Regions from separate parts of the Mus musculus genome. Here region 1 is linked to region 2. A link is a contact called in public Hi-C data. All regions are on one chromosome and are shown on one strand. Each heading gives the region's core, a stretch centred on a gene start, on an enhancer-like site or on the middle of the called end of the contact. The rest is flanking DNA. Distances are from core to core; before and after follow the strand shown.

Region 1 (4,982 bases), core at 2,475-4,974, 90 kb after region 2:
TGAGAATGAATTTTTATCTTCCATTTTGGATCCTTCATCATCATAAAAGTGTACATCAACAGTGTTTAGAAATGGTTGGCTTAGAGACTGTGGACATAGCTCAGTAGGGAAACATGCTTGGGGCATGAGCAAGAAGACCTGAGTTTGGATTCCCAGGACTCACATAAAAAGCTGGCTATGGTCCCATGCTTACCTGACATCCTAGCACTGGGGGTGAAAACAGGTAGCAGCCATAACTCACTGAGCAGCAGTTTAGCCAATTCATGTGCTCTGGGTCCAGGGAGAGACTCCATCTCAAAAGATATAATTGAGAATAATGGTGCAGACACACATGGTCAACCTCTAGTCTCCACACACACATGCATATGTTCATGTTCACACATACATTATGCTATGGTTTAAAAATCTCGAGGAAAGCCATGCACCAGTGGTGCACACCTTGAATCCCAGCACTTGGGAGGCACAGACAGGCAGATCTCTGACTTCAAGACCAGCCTGGTCTACAGATTGAGTTCCAGGAAAGCCAATACTACACAGAGAAACCCTGTCTTGCAAGCAAACAAACAAACAACAAAAATAATCAAAATCCTTTGGGACAACATCCAGCACAAAGTAATCCATTATCCTTTTTCCTGAATTTCTCTGATTTTCTCCATCAGTGACAGTGTGCTTTTATGTGTGCTCTGATACGTGAGAGCCACGAGAATTTGACCCAGAAATGAAAACGAAAATTAGGTAACATGTGTAAATGAATTGGGAAGAATATATATCACATTTATTATCATGATAAGGAAAGTATACACTTAATACTTGATAAACTTTCCATTTGGGAAGTCATACCTCCTTTAGGTATCTGTCTGTACTTATGGACCTAGATCATTCTCCATCTGAACAATTTGCTATTTTAAAACCAAGATGTGCCACGAGTGGTTTAAATATAAGCAGCCCCAAACATCCTTTATTTATTTCTGATCTTGCCTTTTAATTAAAATTTAATATATGCATTGGGTAAATGCCTTAACCGTTGTTTCAGGCCAATTAGGATTAGAGAATGAATTGGGTGATGTCATTACCTGTTAACCTCTTGAAAGGACCGTAATCTCTAATAAAAGAGAGAAAAGACAGGGGCTTCAGAAATAGCTCAGTGGCTGAGAGCAAGTACTGTTCTTACAGAAGACCTGAGTTCAGTTCCCAGCACCCACATCAGGAAGCTCTCAACCTCCTATAACTACCCTTCTAGGGGTCTAATACCTCTGGCCTTGGATGGCACTTGCGCTCACATGCACACTCCCCACACATACACCTAATTAAATAGAAAATAACCCCTTTTTCTTTTAAAGAGGGAAACAAACATGGAGAAAAATAAACAAGCTCACTTGTCTGGACTCCAGTTACTAAGCCATTACTGTGTTGTTTTTGTTTTCAACAGAGTAGTGGCAATGGAGATTATGTTGGTCTTTCTACTCTACTGTTAACAAAACACAGCACAGTGAGGACTTTAAACAAAACATGTACATTCATTCTCCCAATGTTTTGGAGGCCAGGAATAAGATGTAAAGATGTTGGAGTACCTGCCTTCTCACTCTGCACTCTCATGGAAAAAGAATAGGGAGAAGGAGAGAAATTTAAGAAGGTGGGAAAGACAGAGGAGTAAAGAGAGACCAAAAAGAAGTCTTAATAAACAGAGACATTCTGGTATCTCTTTGTATACTCGTAAGGCCACTAATCCCAGCATGAAAACCCAACCCTCACACCACCAGGGGAACCTACTGGTTTCCCAGACAACTTTCTGCAAACATTCCATGGGTAGATCTAGGGTCTAAACACATTTTGGGAGGGTGAACACAATTTAGTTCTAAGTGTCAGTTAAATAATCAAATAAAACCATAGATATCTGAACCCATCACAGAAAGCAGATCTCTAGATTGTTTTGCTTTCAGTTCATGTGCATACGTGTGTGCCTGTGCATGTGGGGGTGGGGGAGGGCAGGGAGAGTAGACAAGAACCCAGAGCCTTTCCTTTGCTAGGTATATTAGTCAAGATTCTTCACAGGAATACAATGAATACAAGGAACTGATACAATGAATTGATACTAAAAGAGAACTATTAGACTGACTGACTTGCTAAGATTGGCAATTTCTTTCTCATACCACAGAGCCCCAGAACCCTGTATGCTCAGTCTACAAGACTATGTGTCTTCATAGTCTCAATCTGGTGCCATGAGCCTGAAATGTTCTTGAAGAGCTATTGATCTACAGTCCATGTTTGAAGTTCAAAGAAGTTAATTCTAATGTCAGTAAAAGAATTATCATCATAATCGGAATCACCATTATCAGCGGCAGCAGCAACAGAGTAGATGAATTCATCAACAAGTGGGAAGGCCAGCTGAGCAAATGGTAGCTTTCCTTCTTCATGTCCTTTCATCTGAACTGCAACCAGAGCATTCTACCTACATTTAGGGTAGGTCCCCCACATCGATTGATGCAATGAAGACAATCCCCCACAAACATGCTCAGGGGCCAACCCAGTGAACACACTCTTTCAATAAGACTCTCTCTCTCTCTCTAGGTGATTCAATGTCTTGTGAAGCTGACAACTAAAAGCTAACCATCAAGGTAGGCAGTCATTCTACCATTGGTACATACCAGCCCTGGAGATCTTAACTGAACAGATGAGAAATGAGAGAAATGGGGCATTATAGCCCAGGAACCTTCATTTAACAAATGAGAAAATGCAGAAATGGGAGCTGAAGAGTTAGAAGAGCTGTTTGCTCTTGCAAGGGACAGGAGTTCAGAACCCAGCACTGATACTACAACTTACAACTATCTGTATCCAATGCCCTCTTCTGGCCTTAAGGGCACAGGAACACAAATAGTGCATATACATGTAGGCAAGCACTCATACACGAAAAATAAACTTAAGCTAATCTTTTATAAAAGACAGAAATAGACATTAGTTTTCTTTGTTATGTGTGCCAATCTGTGTGTACGTGTGTGTGTGTGTGTGTCTGGGTCTGGGTCTGGGTGTGTCTGTGTGTGTAAGACAGGAAAAAAAAAAAAAACCTTGGACGTCATTTGTCAGCACTGTTCATCTTGCTTTCTTTCAGTCAGGCCCCTCATTCGCCTGGAACTTATAAAGTAGACTAGACTGGCTAGTCTGTGAGCCTAGTGGATCTACCTGCTTCAACAAGGGGACTCCACATCATGCCCTGCCTGATTTCTAAATGTGAGTTCTAAATTTCAAACGCAGGTCTTATGCCTACAAATCAAGGACTTTAGCAACTGAGCTACTTCCCCCACCCCGGGCCGGGGGTAAGTTGTTGTGAACCACCTGGATGCTTTAGCCAGCTATTACCACACACCAACATAAGGCTTCATCTTCTTGTTGTTTGAGCCTTTCTTACTTTGCTGTCCCGGTTTCCTTTATTTCAATAACAATTTGGCTCAGCTTGCTAAAAATACCCTTTTGTGCACTGTTGGTATTTTGTTTTGTTTTGTTTTTCTTTTTGGTTTCATTGTTACTCTGAACCCTAATTTTTGTGGTGAGACCAGAAAAGGCTGGTGCACTGGTAGCAAGCACATTTGTTTGAGGCTGGTGTGGCATTATGCAAACCTAGCTGTGAGGCCACAGCTCTGATGATTTCTGCAGTCCCGTTCCTTAATCACACACTCCTCTGGAATTTATTTCTGCCCAGGCAGAATCTGGGTATTAAATGCTTTGAGTTGCTATTCTTAGAGAGCCTCTATTTTTAGCAACAAACTGTCTCTCTGAGGTGCATACAGCTGCTCATTCACACTAAAGCCTTTTCCACAAAGCTCACATTCTCCTCCCTTCTTTTTGAGGCCCAAAAGGCCTCTGAGGAAAAACAAACAACATGGGTTATATTTAGTTTCCTATTCCACTATCATGAAGCTCTAAATCTAGAGGAAGTTATAAATATACTACAAGGAAACCGTTTCTCTCTCTCTCTCTCTCTCTCTCTCTCTCTCTCTCTCTCTCTCTTTCTCTCTCTCTCTTTCAATAGTACTATAACTCCACACTGAACTGTGGCAAAAGAAAAAGAAAAAGGGAAAAAGAAAAAAGAAGACGAGGGAGAGAGAGAGAGAGAGAGAGAGAGAGAGAGAGAGAGAGAGAAAGTAGAAAGCTACTCATATTAAAGAAGTCACATGAATTAGACCTTTAGAAGACACTGTCCTAATGAGGAACCAATAACACTAAGAAATGCTTAAGACAGATCAAAAGCGTTTTTAATATTCATAGAAAGTGGAAGGAATGTCAAAAATAACAAATACCACAAGCTGAACGGCTCTTGTGTTATATGTTTACTCTCTGAGAACATGCACTGAAGCAAACTGGAAGACGTAAGGGGATACCTTTTCCGCATCCCACAAACTGCAGGGCGGGCAGGCGCATTCCCAGCAGTGCTGCCAGATGAACCTTCCCCTGTTATCTCAAGGGCTTCCTCTTTTACTAACACAGAAGCCCAGAAAGTCTTCAGTGTGCTTGGAACTCCCAGCCCATGAAAAACCCAGTACCTGCTGCCAGCCAGTTGCCCTGAGACCAATTCTCTCTCCCTCCTGACCAACTGTAACTCATTTTCAAAACCTCTCTGGTGGGAGCGCCAGTAACCCATCCAACCCTTCCTCGGCGCCTCTTCTCATCTGTCTCAAAAGGATCCAGAGTCTTGACACACATCTCTTGGTCTGTACCTGCTTCTCCAGTTAGCTTGAGGAGTATTACAGCGGGGCGGGCGGGGGAGGGTGGGGTAAGACAGGGGGTGCTCTGCTAGGTGGACAACTTTTTGTGGATCTCCAGGCTTTTTTTTTTTCTGTTTTGAGGGGAGTGGACACACATCTTAAGGGGTTGAGTACCTTCTACACTTCCATTTTGCCATCTGAAAAATTTGTCGAAACGAATAGTATAAGTCATTTATGTAAATACCCAAGCCACGATCCTACTCGTGGGAACAGCGGCTCTATGAA
Region 2 (4,842 bases), core at 1,497-3,996:
TTTAAAATTTAAAACCTCCTCATTGTCGCATACACACCTTTTATTATAGAAAATTTCCCCCAATGAATCAAACATTTCTGTTCTCTGGAGTCTAGGGGAGAGTCTTATATTTTTTTAAAGTATTGTAATTAGATTTTATTTGTGGGGAGCACATGCACGCCACAACACTTGAATAGAGGTCAGAAGCAAGCCTACAGGAATCAGTTCTCTCCATCCTGTGGTTGGTTCCTGGGGCTCAAACTTAGATTATCTGACTAGGCAGCAGACATTGCTACCTGCAGAGCCATCTCACTGAGCCAAATTTATTATGTTTAGAGCTAGGCTAAGTTTATCCAGGACCCACTCAGGGGGGAGGACTGTAAAACCAGCAGCAAAGAATGCCCACATCCATTCATGTTGGTGACCAAATGCTGACTGAGCAGACAGAAGGAATAGCTGGCAGATTGGCCAATAGAAAGCTCCCACTCCAGTGTGACCCAGAACTCCTGCCTTACACATCTCCTCCAGACATCTCAGGCTCATCGTACATGTGACTATCAGCGAGTCTCCACCATCAACCAACATTCCCATTGAAACTATCACCTCAACTGGACTTTCTCCGTGGCCTCCAGAAGGCAGGCTAGGCCATGGATAGTGGTACAAAACGAAGTTGTTGTCCTTTTTCATATTTGATTCTCATACTTAGCTCTTGCTGTGGGCACATTAATGCTTTAGGGAAGTCAATCTCAAACAAGAAAACACTTTAGCCTGTAGACTTTTAAATGCCAACCATCTTTTAAAGTTGAAGAATGATGATCCAGAAGCCATAAACTCGTTTGAATATAGTTGGAGAAAAAAGCTAATTAAAAAAAGCTTCCTCACCGGGAGAGAGAGGAACTCATGTTTCCATGTGTTTGATTTCAAGGCTCAATATCTGTCAAGCATCCCATTTGTGATAGTAGGTTTGGCAGGAACCTACTCAATTGTCCTTTTAGTGATTAATCTTATAGTGGAAATAAAAGCAACACACACAAGCCACACTGTACCTGTTTCTTAACTGAGCGATACCTTTACATCTTTCAACTCTATGGCAATTATACTATGGACTCAGTCGATACAGACAGCCAGAACAAATATGTCAGCCACAACTGATTTTATATGAACTAGTAAGTATTTAATGTATTAGTAAGTATTTAATTTCGCTGCTCATTGGCATAAATCCTACAGACAATTGACTTCTTTCTGCCTTTCCCCCTTTGTGTGTAGAAGCAACTTGAAACAGTAGCCAAGAGAAAAATGTACAGTAAGTATGATTTGGTTAAATAGCATTTACTTTGGAGAGCATTAAAGACCCAAGCTTGGCTATGGTGTTTTCCACACTACCATTGAACATATTTATCATGCATGTCTCCTCTAGTCCAGAAGTCTGTGATATTTAAAACCTTGGAATCCGTTGTCCCTGGTACTGGAATGTTCTGTGAGTGTTCATTTGTCAGCCTTTCCTTCTTTGATGTGTGACTGTTTCTTATATGCAATCATTCTTTCAGACACAAGCAAGTGGTTGCAGAATTAGGACAAATTCATGGGATCAAAACTGCCTGAAAACACACAGAAGGGTCTGATCGTGTTCCAGGAACTAGTAACCATGTAGAAACTCAATACCATGTGTTTTACCAGTCTATATTTAACGTACAGAGGTGCAAAGAATTTAAACAGCAAACTTGGATGCTAATCCATGGGTATTATTTTCAGACTGCCTAAAGGATCATTTAACTTCAAATTATCCCAAATTCTCATGATCATAAGCACCGCCACCAATGATGTTAACATCATTTATAATCCCTGAGGATCTGAAAAGTACTTTCCCACGAGCTACAAAACCACGTGGAGGAGCAGAGAAGATGGATAAGTGGGTAGAGTACTTGCCACATAAGTGTGAGGACCAGAGTTCAGATCCTCAGCAAATATGTAAATGTCAGGTGGCCATAGTGGCCACTTACAATCCCAGCATTCAGAAGTCAAAGATGGAAGATCTTCAAAGAAAGGGGACAAGTTAAAATAATTGGCAGGTCCTGGGTTCAAGCAAGAGACTCTGCCTCAGCATACAATGTGGAGAATGTTCAGGGAAGATATCTGACGTTGACCGCTGGCCTACATATACATGCATACCACATGTGACATGGAACGGAAATGATCTTTTCCCTGTAATTTTCAGGGTAGGTAGCTAGGACCAAGCTGGATAAAACACTTGGCTTGTAGGTACCAAAAAGAAATGAAATTAGAACCAAGATCAGAGAGCAGGAAGAGCCAGCATGTTTTATAATATAAGAAGACCATATTTAATAAAAAAAAAATAAAGGTAAAATAGCAACAGTAGTCATGCTGACATTTTCAGCATAGCTGGGAAAGACTAAAATAGCATATGTGCAGCATTTGGAAATAGCAGTTCATAGAAGATGAGGTCCAGTTGGAAATATGAGTAGAGATTTTTCTATCTAAAAAAAGACCTGAGGCTCATCATCTATTGACCTACTGGTCCTCTCAGTTTTCATTAGCTGCAGAGGGGCCAGCTACCTGAACTTACCAATCAGCATCTCTTAGCTGGACAGGCAAGATGGATGTCTTCATTTTAGAATGTCTTCAGCTCTTGTATTTATGGTCCCTGCAATGTGCGCAGCTCTTTCAGTTTTATAAAACACTGCTATACAAAACATTGTACTGTATTCCTACAAAAATCTTATGAATGTGCCAGAGTGGGCAACTGTCCAGCCCTCAGAAATGCCATGTCATACACCAATGCACTAGAGAGTTGGAAAACCACAGAGATGCTATTATAGTTTGACTCTCTGGTATCAAGTCTATGGGATCCTTCCCACTAATATTATTTCCTGTATAACAACATGTCTAACTTTAGCATGTCAATAGATTGCATCTCTTTGAGTGATACCATGAAACAAAATGCTTGTATGAAAGACATCACTGTCTATATTGAAACAAACTTATCACACAGATATATTCTTTCTTAAATTCAGTATACGTTGTCCTTTTTTTTTTTTTTTTTTTTTTTCATTTTCTCAATACTAAGAATTGAACTTAGGGCCTCATGAATGCCACCAGGCATGCTCTCTGTCACAGACCTATTGCCTTAGGTCTTTCAGTGGACATTGATAAAAAGCCAAGCTAGCAGCCCATTTCTTAAATGATTTAGGGTTATACCTTCAGATGGGAAAATGTTACAGTAGCAGTAAAATCCTGTTAAAAGAAAGTATTTCTTCCTGGTCAAGAGAATGTGATCTCTTTTGTAGGTACAGATGTGACATTCCAGTTGGGTGGGTCAATAACCAGGTTAAGAAACTGCCTTCTCATGAAGGTAAATTCACTTGAGGTTGACCTAAAGAGATAGGAGGACTATTTATCCCTTTAATGTGGTAATGTATGTTTCCTTCCCAGAATTCCTGGCTCATAGTTTGGTCACTGCAGAGGCACAGTGACATTCTGTTGAATCCACCGACCTTGCTGAGTCCTGGCTGAAAAGCATCTTTTTTTTTTTCTTTTTTTCCTTCACATCTGCCTTTCTTTTACTTGCTGATCAGAGCCTAAGGATTCTTTTTCTGGCACTTAAAGTTTCCTTAGGTTTTCTCTTGAACCCACCCCTAAGCCCTCTCCACTCCCTTTTGCCAAACAGCTGTTTCTGAGTCCTATAGCTGTAGTTGACCTCCATGCCAACTCAGATGGCATGTTTTTCTCTCTCCTTCTTCTCTAATCTCCCTCCTCTAGACAGCTGCTGATTTTTACAGCTTGTCTGTCCTGGGATTTTTCCTTTAAACGCTAATAAAATTGTCCTCCAGCTTCAAAAATGTAAAAATGGTATTATTAGAAACAAAAGATCACGTTCAAAAAAACCTTGTAATCCAAACCAATCTGAAAAGTCTATGCACTGTATTATTTTACCTGCTATATGATATCCTATCTAGAAAATGCAAAACTAAAGTTGGTGCTTATCAGGGTTTAGAGGGATGGAGGGGCAAATAGAACATAGAGGGTTTTCATGGCAGTGAAACATTCTGGATGATACTGTTATGGCTTAATAAAAAAAACCTACAAGATGTATCAAAGCAAGAGAAAGCCCTAAGATAAAAGCTGAGCTTTGAGTAATAATACATAATTATACATGTACCCATGCAACTTTGAAATTGACATAGTAAGTTTACTTCTAGTAACAGATACTGCTGGTGGGAAAGCTGAAGAGAGATATCAGAAGCTGCGTAAGAAATCTCTGTTCTTTCCCTTCAGTTTCCCTGGGAATTATTTACTGCCCTAAAAAATCCAGCCTGCTCTTAGGTTATATCTAAATAATTTATATAAAGCCTATTTATTGAAAGAGAGGGATAAATGGAAGATGAAGATTGTACCAATAAAGGGATACCTGGATGGTACCTGGGAGGGAAGAAAAGTCTGGTGATAAAATGTAATCAACACATTTGAAAGAAATGAATGCAGACTGCTAAGACCATGGTAGCACCTAGCTTTATGCTTGAATGCTTCAGACATTTTTAATGACTTTTTGGAACAACCAAGTACAGGAGTATGTGCAGTCTCTTAGTAGCATATGCTTAGGAAAAACAAAAAATGAGAAGACAACATGATCCTCCTCCCTCCACATTCCTTTTCACTGAGATATTAAAAAAAAATTCACAGAACCATTTCTTTCATTTAAATAACCTTGTCTTCTAAGAAGCAAATAGATATCCTTGGAGAATAGTATTCTCATTCCTGAGTCAGGCTTCCACGCAGTAACACATGCATCTGGGCTGTTCTGGGAAGCAGTTTCTCATAGAGAAGAATCTGATGCTACTGAGACAC

The links. Hi-C and Micro-C count contacts between places; a contact is called where the count stands out from the background.
Region 1: a Hi-C map of myocytes shows a contact between it and region 2, with 4 times the contacts expected there. The contact joins two enhancer-like sites. A contact is called at or near these places in 4 of 484 Hi-C or Micro-C datasets (the AML12 cell line, the HL-1 cell line, myocytes and 1 more) and 1 of 115 datasets of contacts at active chromatin or transcription factors (acute myeloid leukemia).

Annotation. Positions count from the first base shown.
Region 1 is chr1:82,196,402-82,201,383 of GRCm38.p6, forward strand. No RefSeq gene overlaps it. Among named protein-coding and RNA genes, the nearest start is that of Mir6344, 67 kb to the left of the region's middle. Within about 2 kb of position 3,725, at least 67 of the 459 cell types and tissues checked have an H3K27ac peak or open chromatin away from gene starts, as enhancers often do. A contact at or near this core is called in myocytes, where this site is marked.
Region 2 is chr1:82,107,700-82,112,541 of GRCm38.p6, forward strand. No RefSeq gene overlaps it. Among named protein-coding and RNA genes, the nearest start is that of Mir6344, 22 kb to the right of the region's middle. Within about 2 kb of position 2,747, at least 12 of the 459 cell types and tissues checked have an H3K27ac peak or open chromatin away from gene starts, as enhancers often do. A contact at or near this core is called in myocytes, where this site is marked.